Regions from separate parts of the Mus musculus genome. Here regions 1 and 2 are each linked to region 3. The links are chromatin contacts, called in public HiChIP or PLAC-seq and promoter capture Hi-C maps. All regions are on one chromosome and are shown on one strand. Each heading gives the region's core, a stretch centred on a gene start, on an enhancer-like site or on the middle of the called end of the contact. The rest is flanking DNA. Distances are from core to core; before and after follow the strand shown.

What was found. Promoter capture Hi-C pulls out the DNA fragments that hold promoters and counts their contacts. HiChIP or PLAC-seq counts read pairs in DNA pulled down with a chosen protein or histone mark.
Region 1: a promoter capture Hi-C map of embryonic stem cells shows a contact between it and region 3, with 2.4 times the contacts expected there. The contact joins the enhancer-like site here to the promoter of Ntf3 in region 3. A contact is called at or near these places in 2 of 39 promoter capture datasets (embryonic stem cells and hippocampal neurons), 1 of 484 Hi-C or Micro-C datasets (uterus) and 2 of 115 datasets of contacts at active chromatin or transcription factors (craniofacial prominence and embryonic stem cells).
Region 2: an H3K4me3 HiChIP or PLAC-seq map of craniofacial prominence shows a contact between it and region 3, with 4 times the contacts expected there. The contact joins the promoter of Cd9 here to the promoter of Ntf3 in region 3. A contact is called at or near these places in 4 of 39 promoter capture datasets (embryonic stem cells, hippocampal neurons, liver and 1 more), 1 of 484 Hi-C or Micro-C datasets (embryonic fibroblasts) and 3 of 115 datasets of contacts at active chromatin or transcription factors (cardiomyocytes, craniofacial prominence and embryonic stem cells).

What each region holds. Positions count from the first base shown.
Region 1 is chr6:125,571,860-125,575,490 of GRCm38.p6, forward strand. The region is part of intron 6 of Vwf (Von Willebrand factor); the gene reads left to right. Among named protein-coding and RNA genes, the nearest start is that of Vwf, 21 kb to the left of the region's middle. Within about 2 kb of position 1,527, at least 343 of the 459 cell types and tissues checked have an H3K27ac peak or open chromatin away from gene starts, as enhancers often do. A contact at or near this core is called in craniofacial prominence, embryonic stem cells and uterus, where this site is marked.
Region 2 is chr6:125,493,284-125,496,559 of GRCm38.p6, forward strand. It overlaps Cd9 (CD9 antigen), which reads right to left and starts at 1,477. Exons shown (of 8, transcript NM_007657.4): 1 at 1,291-1,477. The coding sequence starts at 1,356. It overlaps Gm26728 (a long non-coding RNA gene), which reads left to right and starts at 150. Exons shown (of 6, transcript XR_869432.2): 1 at 150-202; 2 at 2,481-2,618.
Region 3 is chr6:126,163,627-126,166,853 of GRCm38.p6, forward strand. Ntf3 (neurotrophin 3) reads right to left here and starts at 1,334. Exons shown (of 2, transcript NM_001164035.1): 1 at 1,104-1,334. The coding sequence starts at 1,121.

The DNA of each region.
Region 1 (3,631 bases), core at 277-2,776, 590 kb before region 3:
GTTAGTTCATAATGTTGTTCCACCTATAGGGTTGCAGATCCCTTTAGCTCCTTGGCTACTTTCTCTAGCTCCTCCATTGGGAGCCCTATGATCCATCCATTAGCTGACTGTGAGCATCCACTTCTGTGTTTGCTGGGCCCCGGCATAGTCTCACAAGAGACAGCTACATCTGCGTCCTTTCAATAAAATCTTGCTAGTGTATGCAATGGTGTCAGCGTTTGGATGCTGATTATGGGGTGGATCCCTGGCTATGGCAGTCTCTACATGGTCCATCCTTTCATCTCAGCTCCAAACTCCGTCTCTGTAACTCCTTCCATGGGTGTTTTGTTCCCAAATCTAAGGAGGGGCATAGTGTCCACACTTCAGTCTTCATTCTCCTTGAGTTTCATGTGTTTAGCAAATTATATCTTATATCTTGGGTATCCTAGGTTTGGGGCTAATATCCACTTATCAGTGAACACATACGGCCTCAACTCTTAAGCACACAACTTCCAACTTGTAAACAAAAGACATCCCAAAAGCCATTTTTTTGCCCTTGTGCTTCCAGTGACTCAGCGGCGCAAGGCCCGCTGGGTAGTTGCCTGGCACGTGGCCACGGTTGCTAACAAGGGCAGACTTAAGCTCCAGACTGAGCGCCAAGAGGCCCGTGCTTTGTGCAGAAGGGGGATTTCCTCTTTCCCAGGGCTTGAGATAGCTGACATTTGTCCTTTTAAAGACAAACCGTTGAGATTCTCTCCCCCATAGTTGGGTGCGCTGGTCAGTTTTTTTTCAGCTTGACACAAACTAGAGTCACCTAGAAAAGGGAACCTCAGATGAGGAATTGCCTCCGTCACATCAGCCTGTGGGTTTGGAAAATGAGATGTCCAGAGCACATCCAAATAGGCAAGTGAGACAGGCATGCCCTTCCTCTAGAGATGCTTGACCAACAGACAGATTTCAAAAGAAATCCATCCAAGGTACTGTGCACGAGAGACTTTTCTCACTTCCCCCTTTGGGTTTCTAAATTAGAGTTCTGTGTTTGGTTGGTGGCATTCCCTCTCCCTCCCTTCAAGGCGAGGCTGAGAGCAACAGGTCCCGCCGAGCATATTTTGTTTTGTTTGGCTTTGCAAACACAGGCTGCAAACAGCAAGGGCTTGGCAGATGCTGCCCACCCTCAGAGTATCAAGGAACAAACCCTTTGATGTGGCGTTAGTGGGAGGTACAGACAGACTTTTTCTGGAGAGAACCTGATACTGAGGGTGAGTTGAGGAGGGAAAGACTGGGTGCTTTGTTCAAGGAAGACAAAGCACGGATGCAGCTTTGCTAAGTCTGCGGGGACACATTTTAAGGCTCCAGCTGTATGTCCCTACTCACTTTGTCTCCCGGGTGCTTTAACCAGCATCCTGGGAACAGCTGAAGAACGTGGTTCTTGGTTCGGGACTGAGGCTCCAAACACACCTCCCTGAGGCACGAACTCCTTCAAGTCCAGCACTCACAGTTCAGAGTTTCAGTTTGTTTACCTAGAGAACTGTATTCTGCCCTTAGCCAATCAGATCGTGTTTGCTCACAGCCGGGATCCCTCATTGGCTGGGATGCGCAGTGACTCATCTCCTGGGAGGTGATTAATGTGGCCTCTTGTAAGTTTTTGCTCCCGCTGGGCCCCACGCTTAGATATTGGGTCTGCTAACTGGGAGTCTTTTAGCAGCGGGGTTTTGGATTCAGGAGCCAGTTGGAATGGTTGAGCGTTCTCAGGGAGGCTGCACTAGTGTACAACTGCTTTGGTTAGCTGTCAGAACCAGTCACCTCTCTTTTCTCCTGATTTTTGTAGCTCTTTCAGGGAGCCTGGTCATAATTCTTATACCTTGGGGAGGAACGTTTGCCTGTTGTACCAACAGACCCACAGCCTCTCTCTGCTGGGACCGATAATGGCTTGTTGGATCTCATCGTTTGCAGTTTTAGTTTTGTTTTTGTTTTCCAGCTGAGCCTGGAGCCCAAGCCATAAATGTCCAGATTAAGTGATGCTCATCTGCTCACAGCTACCACACAACACATGCTTTTTAGAGAGATCCTTAGCCTTTCTCTTTTTGTAAAATGAAGTCTGGGGAGCATGGGGGAAGGGCTGAACTTCACAAAGGGATAGTAGCTTTGGTCCTGTGTCCTGCCTGTAATTTGAAGCCGAAAGCCCCATAGGGTTGCTGTTAGCCCACAGAGTGGTCATTCTAGCTATGGAAAAAGACACTCCTTTCCCAAGGCAATCTCCTGTCACTGATGGAAACCTACCACAGTGAACACAACCACTGCACGTCCCACGATATACAGATCTGCGGGTGATGCTAAGGCCCACTATGTAAGTGTCAGCCACTTGGCACATCACCGTTGGTCATAGTGTAGCCTGTCACCGCACTTGGTGACTTTGGACTAGCCTGGGAGTCACCGAAGCCATTATCACCACTCTCAGGTCACATTCCCCAGTGTGACAAGATTGGCTCCTGCCTTTGCTACTGCTGTCAAGAGCATGAGGACACGTCCATGCTTGGCACCAAGAGATCTCTCCCTGTAATTCCTAAGAGTTTGTCTTCACGATGACCAACTGCCAAGTTACTGGGAATCCCAAGTGTTCAGTTACTGGGAATCCCAAGTGTGGTTGCTGCTAATTTTTACTTGAGCCACAGCAGGGGAGTAATCCAGTGGTAGCAGCATCGTCAGATGAGTCAGGATTGGGAGAAATGGATTTTCATCAACGTTAGGAATCCCAGGCTCACAAACACTGAAGCACTGGATGAGATTCTCAAAGTTACCTCTACATCCCCCTACCCCCTGCGGGAAGGTGCTCTGTGAACAACAGCCAGATGGGCTGGATGTGTTCTGATCTTGGCTTTAAGAGTCAAGGCCTTAGAATAGGCTTGCTAGGCTCTTTCTGGCCTTCATGCACAGCTCAGCTCTAGCTGGCTCCTCAGCTTCCTGAGAGAGCACACTCCATTAGTTTATGCTCCTTTGAAGTTAGAGCTCTGTGTGTCTATCCATGTCCCTGAATACTGGAGTCTAGGACCCCTCTGGGCCAGTTGCTCTGGGCTGGTGTGTGAGCCCTGATTCCATAGTCGGTCAGTCTCCTCCACAGCAGCTGGAGACTTTCCACTTTCCTTTCACCTGTGAATTTGGTGTTTATTATGGGAGCATGTGACATTTTTCTGTGCTGTCTTTGTCTCACCTTTCACCACCTTCCATCCTGTAGAACGTTCTCTCTCTCCTCCGGGACAAAGTGCGGCTCACCGGAGACATCTCTTGTCCTTGGGAAATCACCTGTCCTATGGGCTAATATTTGCTAAAACCATTGTTGACTTTCAGTGACCATAGCACATCTCTTCAATAGCCCAGAGAAGCACACAAAGTATCCATCCTGTTGGGGACAGAGCAGTTTGCTCTTCATGTCCTGATTACACAATTGTTTATTTGCATGGGCGGACCTGTCACTTCTTGCTCTATCTAGATGGGGAGCCGGCAGGTGTGCGTGGGAGGGTAATTTCATCAAGTAGTTTGGTCTGCAGTAGGCTCTTGGCAGTTGGAACAGCCATTCATCTGCCTGCCTGGGATTCAAAGTTGTTGAATTTTTATTTATTTTTTTACTTTTATTTGACATGTATGGGTGTTATGC
Region 2 (3,276 bases), core at 227-2,726, 670 kb before region 3:
AGCTGATGAGTGGACCAAGCCAAGCCTGGGAGCTGGCTGCCTGTCTGCAGAACTGGGGAAACACAAGCAGGGAATGTCCTCTGACATCCTCTTAAGTTGTATGGGTGTGGTGGCTCCTAGAAACCCAGGGCAGTCTCTGCAGGTTGTGCAACACTTCCAAGCAACCCTGGAGAGTATTAAACCTTACAGTTGCTGGAAGATGGTGAGCATCCCGGTGGCCAGCTCCAAAGGGAATAGTGGACTTTTTAGTTGTTGTTGTTCAAAGTCTCTGGTGGCACAGGAGTTGCCTAGTTAAGCTCTTTCCTGATTGCCTGGGAGCAAATTCCGTCCATTTGTGTTTGGGAGTGTGCCCTCTCAGAATCAGGACAAAAGGGTCTTCCGTGTATTTCCTTGCTTCTGTCCCTGAGTTTTGGGAGAGTGGACACTCTCTTGTTGCCCTACCCAGAGGCCCATCTGTAGAGTCTACTAGCACCTGCCTCTGGACCCTCTGCAGGTGAACGGCCATTCCCCTTGGCCCCACCTGGACATTTTTAGAGCGAGGCTTCAAGCCCGCAGTACCTGATTACCTGGGAAATGCAGAAACACCGGATTTATCCCATCTAGAGGCGCCAATAGGCACCTTCCCCGCCTTCTTTTCTCTTAACTCTCCCAGAGTTCTCTACAGCCAAGATAGTTATCGCTCTTGAAAAAGAATCAAGACAATCTAGTCTTTCAGGTAGCTTAGAGAGAGGCATGGACGTTTTCAGTTGAGAGTTCAGGTCCTAAACAAGGAATGTCCGACCTCCAGGTGCAGGGAAGACTCCCCACACCCACTTCCTCTCCCTCCGTAGCACCCCTTGTCACTTGTGGGACCACCGAAGTGGGAGACGCTCGACTGCCCTGCTGGCAAGGAGCCTTGCGGGCCGGGGAGGGCATCGAGTTACTCGAAAAGGTTGCTCCGCTCCTCCCTCACTCCTCTCTCACACTCGGGGGTGCTCCGGGTGGGAGCAGGCACAGAGCCCATCTCAAATACTCGGCGGTAGAAGGACCCGGGAGCGAAGTGCACAGCCGGAGCCACCAGGACCCTCGGCTCTCCCACCCACTTGCTCCTCCCGCCCACCTGCCAGTCCCGCCTGGCCAGCTGGCAGCCGCTGCGCCTTTCTCTACTCGCCCGGAGTCCGCCTGGCGCGCGCAGTACCAGCGGCTCCCGGCGCTCTCGGCCGCCGGGACACTCTCCGCCCCGGACGCCGTCTCGGGCCTGAGAACAGGTGGCCTCGGAGAGGAGCGCGCCGACAGTCGCCTCTCACTCACCCAGAAGATGAAGTTAAATCCGAAGAGCAGGTATTTGATGCACTTGCTACCTCCTTTGACCGGCATGGTACAAGCTGGAGTTGCGTGGGACAAGAGGCACGAACGACTGGGACAGAAGGGACTCGACAACCGACTGAGACACGCTGCGGCTAGGGGCTGGCCTGAGGCTCCACTTTTAAAAAGTGCCACTCCTTACGGCGCTCGGCCAGCTGCTATGCGCATGTGCGGAGGGATGCCGACCCCGCCCCCCGGCCCACCTGCCCCGCCCATGCTCTAATCCCCTCCCCAGACCCAGGTTCTGGGACTTCGGTTTCACCCTCAGTGCAGAGCTCTCTCTGCACCTAACTTTTGCCGTCTGGTTTCTAAGATCCTCTTTCCCTCCATCTTCCTTCTTCCCACCGTCTCGGGGTCTTTCCGGACCTCCGTACCCGACTTCTTTTACGGGGAGTTAAGTGCCGGCCTCGCCTTTCCCGTTCATCCTAGTTCATCCTGGGCTCTGCATAAGAGCTCACGTTGGAAGACCCCCAAGGGCCATGTAATCTTAAGAACCTTTTCAGATTCCCGAGGCAAGTCTGCGAGCCCCTATTTGCCTGGCTTGCGTTCTCTCTGACACCTCCTTGTAAACCTTTCTGGACTGAACGCACTTAGTTGAGCACGGTGGCCGCTAGAATGTTCTAGGTGCTAATCTGAGCAGTTCTACTTTGCTCAGAAACTTTCTACGTTCAGAGACTTGAGTTGAAACCCTTCTTCATCCTGTATTTACTCCGTTCATTCCCTGCCACACCTGATGCCACACCCCTACTCTGCTGCGCCTCCATGCCTGCAGGGGTGTATGCTGGCCGCCCTGCCTCCTTGTGAAAATTCTATTGTGCTTTATTATTTTTTTTATTTAAATCTATTATTATTTTGAGACAGAGTCTTACTATGCTGTCCTATCTGGCTTGGAACGCCCTGTGTAAACCAGGCTGGCCTTGAACTCATAAAGATCTGTCTGCCTCTGCTGGGATGTGCCAATACGCCCAGCGATTTCATTTCTTTTGAAGTAGGATTTAGCCGTTTGTAGACCTACTGACCCGGAATTTGCTTATGTAGCTCAGGCTATCTTCAACTCCAGTCCTCCTGCCAGAGCGGTTCAGGCCACCACGTCCTGCTCTGTGACTCTCTAAATTCTTTCTTGATTTTTTCAACAGGGTGAAGAGGCCCTTCTCAATATCCTTTACAGTTTTCTCTTCCTCACCCCTGCAGGAAGTTTCCTTAGCATTCTTCATTGCAAAAGCAAACCGTACTTATTACAGAAACATCAGAAAATATCAGAAAGCAAAAAGAATGTGAGTTAAAATTTTTTTTCCTGGGTTAAAGTACGTTGGAGGCCAACGCCACAGGAGACCCGGTCCCCAAAAACAAAAAATAAAAACAAGAAACTTTTTCACATAGCAAACCCAGCTCTGTTAGCATAGCACAGCTCTTGTTTTACTGTTTATCAGTAGACTGGCTTCACTATTTATCAGTAAGTAGACTGATTCATTAATAGACCCAGTTAAAAACCTTTTTTTTTTTTTTCCCACAGTTTAGTTTAGAAAGGTTCTTCACTGGGGAACAGGAGTCGAAAGCAACACATTCTGTCTTCCCTGAAGCAGCTTAGGAGTTGGAAGAAGGACGCAGGCAGGAGACTTGGAGGGTGTGTGTGGTCAACTTAGGGGTCTCTTGAGAGCTCTCACAAAGTAAGTGTTACAATCAGGGAAGCCTGGCAGAGCTGGGGCTCCCGTGGTCTTCTGGAGAGAGCTGGTGAGGACCTTGTCCTCTGAGAGTGAAGGTGAACCCCGGGAGTGTCAGGTGAACCCCTTGACTGTGTGTGGGCACGGGACAAGAGGGCAGCCTGCAAGTGCTGTGCGGTTAGGGACCCTTGTTTGTATCTCCACTCCCTGGTGTAAAACCTTGGGGCACTGGACAGAAAATCCGAATGCATTTGAGGAGGTGCGGTTAGGT
Region 3 (3,227 bases), core at 84-2,583:
GAGTGCCAAATTTCATTAGAAGTATCCACCACTGTGCAGAGCGCCTTGGTGGCAGCAGGAAACAGTCCAGTTTGCTATGTGTTCTTTTAACTCCGACCTAACTCTGAGGGTCTCTGATGTTCTGGACCCTTCCCATACTACCTCTTGGGGCGGGGGTGGGAACCCTAAAAAGGACTCCGAGAAACTGGCACCAAATCCCTACCGATGGCCCCACCCCGGTACCCACCGTTCCATGGCCGGGTCCCAGACCCACAGGCTGAGCGCTAGCTCCAACATCTGCGCGAAGACCCAGGGTGGGAAGCCATTGGGTTGGCGCTGGCCAGAGTAGCCCAGAGCTAGGGACCCTCTCAGAGAAAAAGCTTTATGTGGGACAACAACGCAGATACGCACTGTTGGGCTTAAGTCCCAACTCCCCCCAACCTGAGAAGTGACGGTGCGGGTCCTGAGCTTTGCAGCCCCTCCCCCAGCCCACGCCCTGCCGGGCTGTGTGTTGGAGCTGATGAACGTTGCCCGGTGGCCAGCGGGGTGCAGGGCACAAGCCGGGATCCTGGTCTCTTCCAAGCCCCATTTTTGTCTGCTACCCGCTTTTATTATAGGATGCGCGGGAGTCTTCTGGGGGAACCAGATAGGAGGGTCGGAGGTGTGTATGCATGAGGTGGAGTAGGATGGTGATGTCCAGAATCCCTTTCTTGCCTTTTCGTGGTCCCCATTTTCCCTCGCCTCCACCTCCTTCCCTTCCCAATGCAGGTTTGTTAAACCTGATCACTTTCCCAGACTGAGGGCGGTTTCTTGAGCAGCCAGGGGACTAGAGAAAAGAGGAGGAGGAGGAGGAGGAGGAGGAGGAGGAGAGCCATATCCACGCGCGCACAAGTGTGCATGCATGTGGAAGGAGGGTGGTGGTAATTGCGCCTAGGCCTGGGCAGATTCGAGCTCAAACTTTGGGGAAGGCACAAGAACCGAAAAGTTAGCGTGTTGCGCGATGGGGGTGGGGCTGGGTGCAGAATTGGGGCCCCCCACGCGGATCCCCAAGAAAATCTCCCCCACGCGATTCCCCCACCCCCTCCGGGACCTGCCCACCCAACGTGCCCGCCACGTCCCCTTACCGTGGCAGAAGTAACCATGGCATCCGTGTGACTATTTCCAGGGACGTCGACATGAAGAGAAAGGTGGACTCGAGTTCGGTCATTCAGTCTCGCCCACCCCTGCCGCAGCCACTACCCAGCGGTGGGAAAAAACGAGGGGAAGAAAGAAAGAGGGAAGAAAGTTGCGCCGGGCTATCTCGCGGGGCGGTGCGCGGAGCTGCTGGGTAAGGAGAGGAGCCTTCAACTCTGAGTCCCGTGAACATAATCTGAGCGGTTATAACCAGCCAACCCGGCCAGATGGCTCCGCGCTCAGCGCCTTAACCCCTTCCGCGCCAAGCCCCCTAGCCCCGCCCGCAGTGACTTGCAGGCCCGCTCCCTGGCATTTTGGAGTTTGCTCTCGAGACCAATGGGAAGACCTAGTCATTTCTCCTAGTCCACTTCAAAGGAAAACAAACGAACGAACAAACAACAAATAAGCCCTCTCAAAATAGCCTACTCTTCATTATCCCCTCTTTTGACCTTCCCTTTTAGAGATGGGGAGAAGGAGCCAACAAAAAACGTTTGATTTATCATTATATTTTACACGTAAATATCTTCGATCTGTCTTATTCTTGAACTTTTTCTTTTAAGGCTTCCTTCCTTTCTTTCTTTCTTTCTTTCTTTCTTTCTTTCTTTCTTTCTAACTAGGCAGATGAAGGCCTTTCTTGCCCCTTGGCTCAGGAAAGCTTGAACCTCAACCTTAAACTCTGTCTCCAAACCTCAGACCCTTCTGTCTTTGGATCTCTCTCCACCCCCTATTAAGCCCCCCCCCAGCCCCCCCAGGCCCTCACAACAACAGGAATCTGCGCATGAACAGTTGCTTGCCTGCCCTCGAACTCCTCAGTCCTGGGGGCAGCTCACAAGGCACAGTTAGTTCAAGCTGTCTAGGGAGGTTAAGTTGCTGAGGTACGGTGAGGGTGGGAGTGCTAAGCAACCGAGGAAGGGGTGGTTTGCGTGTGCGCAGAGTGTGCGTGAAAGAAAAGGAGAGGTATGAGCCAAAGCCCCACGTTCTACACACTCCCTAACTTCTCCACCCCTTTCTTTCAAGGTAGGAGCCGACCCTGGAGCTGAGCATTTGCCCAGCACTCGCCGCTTTGTACAAAAACAATTTGCCCAGAAGAAAGGGCAAGCAAGGCACCCCTTCCTGACTCCCCGAAAGTAGCGACGCTCTCTTGCACAACCGCTAGATTCATTCGAGGAAAAGATCTCAGGGTGGAGGCAAGGGTCTTATTTGTAGATTATTTTAGCTATTCATTAGATTCCCCCCCCACACACACACACACTTGATCCGAGCTGATTCTCTCAGATTTTACAGTGGTCAGAGCATCTAGATTTTGCTCAACTGCGGTCCAAGAGAAATGAAGGGGGAGGGGGGAATCCTAGTGGTAAGGGGAACCGGAGAACCAGAAAGTAGTACACCATTGCTCCTTCATTCCCTCCCCCATTCTTGCAAGGTGGAACTCAAGTCCAAGTGCCCCCTCCCCCCGCCCCCACCTCTGCCACTCTCCAAGTTGCCTCCTGTCAGGACATTTGACTCACACACAGCAGGAGAGGCGATTTGATAGTCCACCTCTTCCTTGCCTCCTAATAAAGTCTGATAAGCAACTCGCAATGTACTTTAGCAAGGTTCCAGGTTCAAAACCTGGAAATTCCTTGGAGATGCATAGGTTTGGTCCACACCCAGGAGTGCCAGAATTGCACCCACCGGTTAAGGCTGAGAGAAGCTGCGGGGCGAAAGGAGGCCAGAGAGGATGGAGAGTCGGGGGCTGCATACTAGATAGATTGTACCTGCCTCATCATTATCCTGGCTGACGGGGGCTGCCACATCGAAAATGGCCTGCAGCACCCACAGAGGCCCACCAAGGACGTCACCTCCAACGATCCCTTTGAAGGACTTCCCTCCTGCCAAAATATCTTCTTCTTCCTCCGGATCCGATCAGGCTGCAGAGTTTTCCCCTTCACCCTGCCACACAGCACTTTGGAGGTTTGGCTTGGGCGTGCTCTGTGAGGTTCTGGTTTTCTCGCGGTCTTCTGGCCCGCCCCTGCCCTCCCCCACTTCCCGCACTTGCCTCCCCCCACCCCTGCTTTCCCCCTCCCTTCCCGCCA